Linked DNA regions of Macaca mulatta: region 1 is linked to region 2. A link is a contact called in public Hi-C data. All regions are on one chromosome and are shown on one strand. Each heading gives the region's core, a stretch centred on a gene start, on an enhancer-like site or on the middle of the called end of the contact. The rest is flanking DNA. Distances are from core to core; before and after follow the strand shown.

Region 1 (5,578 bases), core at 400-2,899, 51 kb before region 2:
TTAGTCATGCAAACAAGACCGTGTGTTTCTTCTAGAAAAAGAAGAAGGAGATGAAGCAGAGGAGGAGTAAGAAGAGAAACAACAATTTGAAAGGAGAGAAACTGTGTTCAGGTGCCTGCCATGAAAGGACATAGAGGGTGTGGCAGGAAGGGAAGTGCGGAAAGGAAGAACAGCTGGTGCTTGCCCTGCGCCAGACACTGTGCAGTATGTGAGATGCTTCAGACATTTCACGTCATCATCACAGAAAGTAAGGCAAGTGCTGTTAGTGCCATTTTATAGATGAGAAAACTGAGGTGCAGACAGAATAAACAACTTGGCCAAGGTCAGGCAGAGACACTTCGCGCCCAGGTTGGTCTGTCCCTGGGGTATGAACATTCCTTCCACAGCCTTGCCAGCGGCTCCTTCTCCTAAACATGGGTGTCCCCTGGCCCTACTTCTCTGTCTCCCTTTCTGTGATCTCCCTGTAAGATCTGCAAGATCTCTTTCATCCCTTGAGTTATTTCCTCTGACTTCCAGCCCACTGGACATTTCCCAGTTAAGAGCCTACTGTCTTCACAAACGCCATCTCCAAAAGGAGCTCCTCCCCTGGCCACTCGCAGCCCCACCACAAGGGCTGCCCTCTTCTCCATGCCACCCATGCTCAAAATCAACATCACTTCTGGTGATTTCTCCCATTTTCTGTATACACAATCACTCAATTATCTCCATTCTTTCTTCAAAATCTCTTATTTCTCACTGTTCATTTTCACCTTTTCTCTTAACACCCCAGCACTGTGACCTTATGTCAGCCTGGTTCCTTGCAGAAGCCTCCAACGGGTCTCTGTCAATGCTTGGAGTTTATCCTGCACACTGCTGCCAGACTTGTGGTCCTTGAAAACACCCCCTTCATCATACCGTTCACCTGCCCTCCCACCTCTGCAGGCTCGCCCACTGCCTTCACCAGACCAAGTCCACACTCAGCCCTGCACTCAAGGCCAACTGCACCTGGCCCCCCACCCCCCACAGCTTCCCACCCTCATCCCCTACTCCCCCTCTCTCCAGTTCCTCAGTTTAGCAAAGGCATTACTCCAACATCATGCTCCTTTCTCCGCTCCTGACACATGCCGTCCCTCCTCCCCCAGCTCCCTGTCCCCCTCCTGCCTCTGGCCCACCTCTCAGTCAGGGCCTCCAGAGCCCTCCTCCCAAGGCCTGCAGGACTCATTATCTGTACTGTTGATCAGGCAAGTAATTATGCACAGCCTTGTAAGGCTCTTCTGTTTAGCCTGGAACAGGTATTGAAACTGACTAGTGCTATTTAATCTCTGTATCTCAGGTCTGCCTCTATGTCTGTATCTACATATCTCATCACCTAAATCCTATAAACCACTTGAAGGTGACAACTGTCTTAAAGGTCTTGGTTTCTCCCTACAGTGGCTAATAGGTAGACAATAGGTGCTGGATATATATGTTGAGCTCGTCTTTCTGCCCACATAACTTGGTCTCAAACAAATAACCAGGGCTGGTCAGAACAGTAAGCATCACCGTTAGAAGTCTGCTCTTGGCCACGGCAAATCTGCCACAGACCAATTTCACTGTAACCCCTCAGCTCAGGGTCCCCCACGGGCATCGCTGGTCTCCAGAGTGATCGCTGACCGAGGCGAGGCGCTGGAGGCCGCCCCAGCTCGGCTCTGCCTGCTGATTTGGCGATCGGATTTCCATGCCCCTCCCTGGTCCCCAGCTAAAAGGAAACATCCCGGGGATGGGGGATGGGTGGGGGGATTCCTGAACCCTGAACCCTGACCCCTCCTTGGTGAAACCACTCCAGCCCAGCTCAGGGGTCGTCAAAAGCACTCTGGGGAACCTCTGCCCTTGGGAGAGAAAGAAGACACTGCACCTTTAAGTCTGCAGCCGGTTGAGAAAAACAAGCTGTGATTTATATAAGCGGGAAAATCATGTGATTTGCAGGAACGCTCCCTCCTCCCCCGACCCCCTCCCCGCGTCGCCTCCAAGCCCTTCCCAGAGGGGCCCGGGCGGCGGGCTGGGCCCGGCTGCCTATGAGGGGCGCGGGAGGGGGGCGCGCCGAGCCTCGGTTCACAAAGCCTCCTCCCCGGGCCTGCACTCCCGCAGCTCTTCCTTGTGGACGTCGGACTCGGGGACAGGCGGCGGCGGGCTCTGGGGCGCGGCAGTTTGGTCCCCACGTTGCCTCGCGGCGGGATGCAGTTCAGGGGGTCCTCGATGGGGCCCCGCGGACCTGGGCCTCCGAGGGCGCACGAGGCCCACTCCCCCGACTGGGTGGGCTGTTGCCCTCAAGCCAGGGTGTGCGGTGGAGAAACTGAGGCTCTCCTTCAGCTGCTCAGGGAGAAAGGAAAGCCGGGGACCCCACACACTGGCGTCTGTGTCCCAGAACACCCAGCAGGGGGGAGAGCAATTTAAGAAATAATCTGGTTGGCAAAGGGCATAATGAAAATCAGCCATTTCTAGAGCTGAGGGGCGGTCGTGTTTAGCCCAGAGGACCTAGCCAGCTTTCAGGGAAAAAACGGATGTGGCCTTTCAGGCAGAGCTCAGAAAAAAAGAGCTGTGATTAGAAGACCCTAAGAACCAGGAAAGATCTTTTAAATATTGGAGGGGAGGTGGTGTAGCTGCTGAGGAGCCCACACCCACGCTTAGTTAGCTCTGACAGCTTCTAAAGGAAAGGGAGATGCTTAGATCATCCTGAGAAACTGGAGGATCTCCTGAGTGACCTGAAAAGGTCATCTCATCCATCCCCCTGCTGCTGGAGGAATATACAGAGCCCATCCCAGAAGAACTCCCAATGGGAGAGGATGAACAATCACTTCTGAAACCAAGCTCAGGAGAAGTTGAGGAGCTTTCTCAAGGGAGAAGAGCTGCCAGGAGAAGCAAGGGTCTCTCTCATTGCCACTTCCTTTCCATAAACCATATTGATGGGCTCTGAAATTGTCCAAGGAAGGAAACCTGTGGCTTCTCAGAGCAACCAGTACCAGGGGTTCAAGCTCATCGGAGAGCATGTTGAAGTTCTGTTTTATTTTCCTCCATTGGTCACCTGCTGGGGATGAGGCATAGGCCTAGGGTTGTCACCTGGAGGAAAGACATGATGCAATTAACAAAGCTGCTAATGCCTCCTCTCACCCTGAACTCTGCCCTCAGCCTCTGTCCCAGCCCACCCTCTGCATCCTGCACAGCCAGCTGGGCCCTGGGGGGGTCCTCCTGGCCCTCCTCCCACCCGCCCTTTCCCTGTCAGATGGAGGGTCTTTATGCTGAGATCACTGAAGGAACAGAGCCTCAGTGCGCTCTGTCACACCAGCAATGAGAAAACCTTTCTAAAGGCGAAAGCTCATGGAAGGCAGATTCCTGATTATTCCATAAATCCTGGAGAAGAAAAATATAGGTTAACATAAGGATTCAAGAGGATGGCACTCTGTGTGTTCAGGCATATGCTAACTTCACTCATTCCGTTATTTAGTGATTTTGTTATTTAGGGTGTGCCTGGCACTGAGTTAGGCACCAGGGCTACCACATAAATAAGACAGAGATGGTCCCTCCCCGAACCCTGCTGCGCAGTCCTTCACTCTGCCTCCCAGGACAGGAGGCTATGATAGGCTTTTCTCTCCTGCACCAGCATATGTCTGTCTCCTTCCCAGCCCACCCCTAGCAGGTGTTGCCCCCAGCCCCAGCTACTTATGTCTCGTGTGTTCTGCCAAGAGCTGCTTCTGTCAGAAAGCACTAACTCTCTGGTGATTGGGTGGTGGATAGAAGAGGTAACCTAAAGGCCTGTCCAGAAAATGAGATCAAAGTTGGCAGCCTCCTGGGCTCCTCCCAAAAAAGGATATAACCACCACCATTTATAATTATTTCAGGCCCCACTTCACTCTGTCGCACCCACTTTCTGTCTCTCTCTCTCTTTTTTATTATTATTATTTTTTTAGTTCTTTTTCTGATATGCCTGGATGCCCCAGTGCAAGTCTCCTCTTTCTGAAGCCTCCTGTGCCAGGGACCTGTCCACCTCAGAGCCCTCCCAGGTGCAGCTCAGCTGCATCCACAGGGGGTCCTGAGTCCCTAGGCCCTGCACAGATGTCTACCCAGGGTCTCTTGGTCCCTCCCCATTGAGGGTGCCCAAACACCATCCTTAATCACAAGTCTGCCAGCCTCCACCTTCTAACTCTCCTAGACCACACCAGCCCCTGCCTTATTCCAGTATTTTCCTGATTTCGCCTATTTCCAGCTTCCCTCAGCCATGCACAAGCACAGCCTGATGCTGTGCATAGGAAGAACTGGCAATAAGCCTGTGGTGAACAAATATTTCTAATGAAAAAAAGGAATTATGGCCCCAAACTGAAAACACACTGGAAGCCACAAACTCTGTTACCTTCAAAAGAAGTCATATCTGGACCGCTGAGGTTTTAAAAAAATGCAGAGTGAATTAGTGAAATCAGCTCATCACGGACACTGTCTCTTTCAGGAAATGAAGCCTCAAAAGAAAAAAGGCATCCCAGCCCCTGCCAAATTCCATTCTGTTTCAAATTAGCCTTCCAGTAAAATGAGGGGGCTGTCCTAACTGGTCTTTAAGGTCCTCCTAGTACCAGCGCTCTGAGGCTCTCTATTTCCCCTGAACAACCTCTTGGAACTCTCCACATTCTCTTAACTGAGAAGAAAATGCATTTGTGCTCTGGGCTGAAGCTCAGAAGTGGGCTTTCACGACAGTCATTTCAGGCCTGTGTCCCTTTTTCTCCCTTCCCTGAAAGGGCCTCTGGTCTTTCCCAAGCTGCCTGAGTAGAAGGGAACACAGCTCCCCCAGAGCAGAGGGGCCCGCGAGAGGGAAAGCTGGCCCAGGCCCAGGGCAGGCTCGCCTCTGACTCTGCAGGGACATTCTTCCCTCCCAGCCGGCAGGGAATTTCTGGAACTTCTAAACAGCACATCCTCGAGCCAGCCCAGGCCCCCACGGCATCCTGCACCCCAGGTTTACAAGCTTTTTAGTGGTAACTAACACATTTGGCAAACCTCCTCAAGTGTGAGCCAAGCCAGGCCTTTTTCCCCAGGTCCCAAGTAACAAAGGGATACTGGGCTGGGCCAAAAACAGGATCCATCCAGCCAGATGAGCCTAGAGCCTTGGTTCTCGGGGCCAAGGCTGGAGAGGACAAGAGGGAAATGTCCTCGGCCAGCCTCACTGTGGGCTCCGTCACCATGCAGGCTGGTCCAGAGATTTCAGGATGCATCACTGATTCCAGGCAGGGCTCCATCCCCGGCCCACATTCAGCCCAGGACCTGGCCAAAGAATCACCAAGAATTCCCAACAACACGACACACGGCCCATTTTCCATGTCAGGCTCCTCCAGGATCTCTGGGTGGGAGCAGCCCGGCCTTCTCACTGGGTTCCTATGCCTGGGGGGTACAAAAAGCATATGTTGGCCAGGCACAGTGGCTCATGTCTGTAATGCCAGCACTTTGGGAAGCCGAGGCAGGCAGATCGATTGAGGACAGGAGTTCAAGACCAGCCTGGCCAACACGGTGAAACCCTGTCTCTACTAAAAACACAAAAATTCGCCAGGTGTGGTGGCACATCCTATAGTCCCAGCTACTCGGG
Region 2 (5,670 bases), core at 2,141-4,640:
ATTTAGAAGGTCATGGCTGGCACCTTAAAACCATCAAATAGAATACAATACGTGCAATAGAAAACATGAGTGTGCACACATAGCCAGGGTAAGTATTGTCCATGAAATTTTTGTATCATTTATCCCACAACATAAAATGTGTTTCTTGCTGTAGGTCACTGAACAAATCCCTGGACAAAAGAACACTGGTTAAGACATAAAGTCAAGGCCAGGCATGGTGGCTTACACCAGTAATCCTAGCACTTTGGGAGGCCAAGGCAGGTGGATCACCTGAGGTCAAGAGTTCCAGACCAGCCTGGCCAACATGGTGAAACCCCGTCTCTGCTAAAAATACAAAAATTAGCTGGGCGTGGTGGCGGGTGCCTATAATCCCAGCTACTCATGAGGCTGAGGCAGGAGAATCGCTTGAAGCCAGGGGGCAGAGGTTGCAGTGAGCCAAGATCACACCACTTCACTCCAGCCTAGGCAACAGAGTGAGACTTCATCTCAACATGTACAGGTCACCTGTTCTGCGCTAGGCACTCTGCTAGGCACAAGAAACCCAGTAAAGACATCCCCTAGTCTCAATCCACCTTCTGGTTGGGAAGCCAATAAGCATACAGTTGCAAGATATGATGCCAAGTGGTCTGAGAGAGTATGTACGAGGCTATGAAACCCTGACATGAGGGCGGGCATCTGGGAGGGCTTCCAGGAAGAGGTGATGTAGTTGGAGCTCTCAGCAGGAAAAGAGAGCGATAGGTTCTAGTGTCTCCTCCATCCTATGGATAAGAAGGGAACTATGTTAAAATGTCAAGGGTTCTAGTCTTTTTTTTTTTTTTTTTTGAGACGAAGTCTTGCTCTGTTGCCCGGGCTGGAGTGCAGTGGCTGGATCTCAGCTCACTGTCAGCTCCGCCTCCCAGGTTTACGCCATTCTCCTGCCTCAGCCTCCCCCGTAGCTGGGACTACAGGCGCCCGCCACCTCGCCCAGCTAGTTTTTTTGTATTTTTTAGTAGAGACGGGGTTTCACCGTGTTAGCCAGGATGGTCTCGATCTCCTGACCTCGTGATCCGCCAGTCTCGGCCTCCCAAAGTGCTGGGATTACAGGCTTGAGCCACCGCGCCCGGCCTGGGTTCTAGTCTTAAAGTCCAAAGACATCCTGTCTCCTTAACAAGCCGTGAGGTCTCAGGTGAGTCAATTAACCTTCCCAGACCCTGATTCCTCATTTACAAAACAGGCATCTATAAAAATGGGCACAGTATCTGCTCTATCAACCTCAAAGAAGTGACAGATCAAATGAGACAGATTAGTACGTGAAAGCACTTTGTAAATTACAAAAGGGGAGGTATTGTCTCTATGGATGAGGAAATGGAAGCATAATGAAGTGTCCTGCCCTACAGTGCTCTGGGTAGCAGGCCCCCCTCAATCTTCAGTCCTCAGCTCCTGCTTGCATTGCTCCCACTGTAACTATTCTACCTTAAAAGACAGCAGGGGCAGGGTCTAAAAGGCCCCCCTAGCAACCTGACTGTTGAAGATTTACCTTAAAGATCCTATTGTTTTAATGATGGGAGGTGGGTATGTCAGAACTCCTCCGTTTCCCTTTCTGTTAATGAATTAAGATCTACCCAAATTCAGTGTTTAAAGTTACATAAGCATCATTCAGATCTGTAACAGCCACTTTCATTTTGGAAAAACAGCATTTCCATTAAAATGGTGTTATATAAAAAGGTTTTGTATACGTGCGTAGGAACAGCAGAAAGAAACAGGCACACATGATCACTGTATGGCACACAGGCATATGCAGATCATGACCTCACCTGTCCTCATGAGGAAGGGACCATAGGGAGCAGGTGTCTGATAGTACCTGGCAAGTTTAGCTGTGACCTAGTTGTCCTCTAACCATGGGTAAGACCTGATGCATGTTGGGCAATGGGAACTGCAGCAGGAAGGAAGCCCCTTCCCTGGCAGGGTGAGTGCCATTGAATCACAGAATATTAGGGTTGGATTTAGCTCAGAAGTCACCCAGTGCAATCTCACTCTGCACCACTCTTGCTGGCCTTGACTCGAACAGCTACCATTGTCCCAAGGCAGCCTGTGTCACCTGTGGACAGATGTAGATCACTGGAAAAGACCTGATTTTGACCTGAAACCAACCTTTCTGGAGCTACTGCCTCTGGGGAGCAAAAGCACCTACAACCTTGAGCAGAGACTCCAGGAGCCATAGCCAGCGGAGCATGTCCTGAGGCCTAAAGAGCAAGTGGGGAGGGCAGTCTGAGTCCACAAAGCTGAAGCTCCTCCCTGAGAGACCTCCATTCATCTAAAGGAAGCTGGGACGGTGGGGGCAGAGAGAGGGGTAGGATGAGGAAGGTAGGGTGGAGGGGAGGAGTCGGGGCTGCTTAAATTGGAGTAAGTCGTTGGCTGTGAGGAAAGCCCAGCACCTCAGGTCTCATTTTCAGTGTTGGGGGTGACACAGTCCTGAGGTCAGTTGCAGCTCTTGTACTCTGGAGTCCTAGGTCCGCCCACACGCATACACCCCTTTCGGGATTCGAAGGTTGTACTTTTTTTTTTTTTTTTTTTTTTTTTTGAGACGGAGGCTCGCTCTGTCGTCTACGCTGGAGTGCAGTGGCACGATCTCGGCTAACTGCAATCTCCGCCTCCCGGGTTCAAGCAATTCTCTGCCTCAGCCTCCCAAGTAGCTGGGATTACAGGTGACCGCCACCACGCCCGGCTTTTTTTTTTTTTTTTTTTTTTTTAAGTATTTTTAGTAGAGACGGAGTTTCACCATCTTGACCAGACTGGTCTTGAACTCCTGATCTCGTGATCCACCCACCACGGCCTTCCAAAATGCTGGGATTACAGGCGTAAGCCACCGCGCCCGGCCTCGACGGTTGTACTTTTATGTAACTTGGTAGGTCCTTGATTCGAGGGCCAAGCAAGGGGTAAGGTAACTTCCGATCCGCCCCATCCCCTGCCGGAGTCCGGTTAGGCTCAGCGGCTTGTCCTGGTCACCCCTGAAGGGCAGAACCATTCCACTTTCCCCGAGTGCAGCCACCGAGACAAGAACACCCCACCACTGAGGACAGAAACGTGAGCTTTGGAGTGGCCTTTTAAATAGTTGGGAAGGGGGTGTGGCCGAGGAGACTGGGAGGCCGCAGTCTGGCGATGGAGGAGTGGCCCGGGGGCGTGGCCGTGGCGCCTGGAATGTTGTTAGGTCCTCTCACCGCATAGTAAGGAGGGGCCACGCCCCTTTTCTCCAAGAGAGCCAATCGGAGCACCGGAGCGGTTTCAAGTCTCCCCCGCCAGCCCGCCCGCCAGCCCGCCCGCCCGCCACCCCACCCCCCTTGAGGATTCGCTTTTTCCGTAACAAAATAGCAAAGCTCCGGACTGTCCGAAGCCCCGGTCGCTCACAGGTGGAGGGTCCCGGGGCCTAGGACGCAGCCCCGGAGCGGGAAGCTCCAGTGGGCCGTGAAGAGGCCGAGTCGAGATCCGGGAGGCGCGGGGGTGGGCGCTGCAGCCGCGGGTTGTTTATCTGGAGTACGGAGGGGAGGGGGGAGCCTGGAAACCGCCCCGTGTCCCATTTCCTCCTCTTGTTTTCGCTCCGGATTCTCCATGTTGGACCCAAACTGAGGAGCCCGGAGCTGCCGCCGGGGGATCGGGGCCGGGGGCACCCGGGGGAGCCGTTGCCCGGGCCGCCCGCCCTCTGTACAGGCCGCCTACCTTCCCGGCCCGGGGAGGAAACGAGAGGGGGGATGTGAACAGCTGTGGAAGTCGGAATCTCGGGAGCTGGAGCGGGCCCCCGCCCAGGCCCCCCAGCCCAGCCCAGCCCGCGCGCCCGCCCGTCCTCCCGCCCAGCCAGCCCGGGCCCGCGGGATTGTTAGATGGAACACGGCTCCATCATCACCCAGGCGCGGAGGGAAGACGCCCTGGTGCTCACCAAGCAAGGTAGGGGCAGCAACTTCCCAAAACTTTGCGTCGCCCCCGGGCGAGGAGGGGGCTAGCACAGCCCCGAACCCCAGGTCTCGGCCCTTGACCTCCCGGGCTCAGAGCCAGTGATCCCGACTGGACCCCTTCGGTCCATCCGCCCCCGCATCCCGGCTGGCACTCAGACCTCCGTGGGGGCTGCACGGGACCCGGGATCCCGGCGCCCTAGGGGAAGGGGCGTCTTCGGCGCAGCTGTCACCCTTTCCCGCAACCCCTCCCCTCGGGATTGAGAGACGGAGGGATCGCTCTCGAAGCACTGGGCCACTCCGCGTCCGTCCCCTCGGAGTTGGGGGATAGGGTCGTCACTTTCCCTCACAGCCGCGCGCGGCTGCCCTGGGATCGCGGGGAGGGGTTAGGAAGGTGACGGAGGGACCCCCAGATGGAACGCAGCCGGGACTGGAATCCAGTACTTCCAGGCCCCCCAAGCCCGAGGTCGCTCCGGCAGCTAGCTGGCGGTGACGGCGTCCGGCGGGACTTGGGACCAAGTTCACCACTTGGAGGCGGGGGCGGTCGCGGTGGGGGAGGGGCCCGGGCCCTGGCAGACCAGACGTGGCGGGTCCCCGGCTCAGCGCGGGCCCCGGGACATTGGCGGCGCCGGGCTCCCTCCCGGCTGCCTCTGGCTAGTTTCGCTGAGCAAACAAGCCCGACTCCGAGGCCCGGCCAGAGCCCCTCCCTGCCCGGTGCGCTCCCCCGGGGCCGCCGCTGCACACACAGAGCCGCGTTTGTTTAGCTCGGGAGCGGTGTCCCTGGTTACATAATTCGCCGGATGGCATCAGACCCGGCGTGGTTCTGAATCGCGCAGCGAAAAAGTGCGAGTTCTCTGTGGGCAGGGGCTGGCGGCCCCCGCCTTCCAGAGTGTCAGGTGGGGGCGCAAGGGGGCCCGCAGGCCCTCGCCGGGGTGAGGCGGCGGCCGAGGCCTCTCCCGGGGCGGGAGAAAGCTGGGGAGCGAGGGTGGAACCTCTTAGTTTGGTCACAGTGGGGGACTCGAAACTCTTTTCCCCCTCCGCCACGTTCTTCTGGCCTTGAGGAATGTGTCCAAAATAGCGGCAGAATTTCCGCGGGGTGTAAGGACGAGTGTGGCGTTTCTCTGGAGAGCCGCCGGACCCGGGCCACCTGGCCCCGGAGGCTGGGGCGGGAGCTGGCTCCTGGGGCGGAATCCGTAGCGCTCCCGCCCCTCCTCCACAGAGCGCGAGGGGCCGGTGCTGCAGTTGAACACTGAGGCCTAGAGCCTGGTGGGCGGCCAGCTTCGGGGCCTTGTGTGCCCCACGTCTACCCGTTTGGCAACATTAGTCAGCAGGTCACTAATTCCTGGGGTTCACGTTCCAAGGAGCTCCCCCAACTTCCCTAGGAGCAAAGACGCTGAGTTGGTGGTGTCAGCCTCTCCCAAATTTCCCAGTGGAACGAGAGGAGCTGGGAGGGGGTTAGGGGTGGGGGAGGGGGCAGTGTGTTCCTCTTGCATCACTGGCCGGACTTTAAATAAGCCTGCCCTGAGGAGGGATGAGCCTGGCCTACTCAGATCCCAACCCCCCAGAAGGCTCCAGCCTCCCTGACCTCGGTGTTGCCATGATTTCTGCTCTCCTGGCTGCATCACTAACCAGACTGTGACCCAGGCGGCAACTTCACCGCCTCTGCTGGCTGCTCAACTGTGCTGACGGCTGAAAAAGGGAGGGAGGCTGCGTGTGTTCATAGCTCACTCCTGACTCTTCCCACTCC

The links. Hi-C and Micro-C count contacts between places; a contact is called where the count stands out from the background.
Region 1: a Hi-C map of fetal cortical plate shows a contact between it and region 2, with 2.2 times the contacts expected there. The contact joins the enhancer-like site here to the promoter of CTDSP2 in region 2. A contact is called at or near these places in 6 of 14 Hi-C or Micro-C datasets (CD4 T cells, blood, cortical neurons and 3 more).

Annotation. Positions count from the first base shown.
Region 1 is chr11:65,073,857-65,079,434 of T2T-MMU8v2.0, reverse strand. No RefSeq gene overlaps it. Among named protein-coding and RNA genes, the nearest start is that of ATP23, 47 kb to the left of the region's middle. Within about 2 kb of position 1,649, at least 16 of the 40 cell types and tissues checked have an H3K27ac peak or open chromatin away from gene starts, as enhancers often do. A contact at or near this core is called in fetal cortical plate, where this site is marked.
Region 2 is chr11:65,024,535-65,030,204 of T2T-MMU8v2.0, reverse strand. It overlaps CTDSP2 (CTD small phosphatase 2), which reads left to right and starts at 3,390. Exons shown (of 8, transcript NM_001266058.1): 1 at 3,390-3,918. The coding sequence starts at 3,855.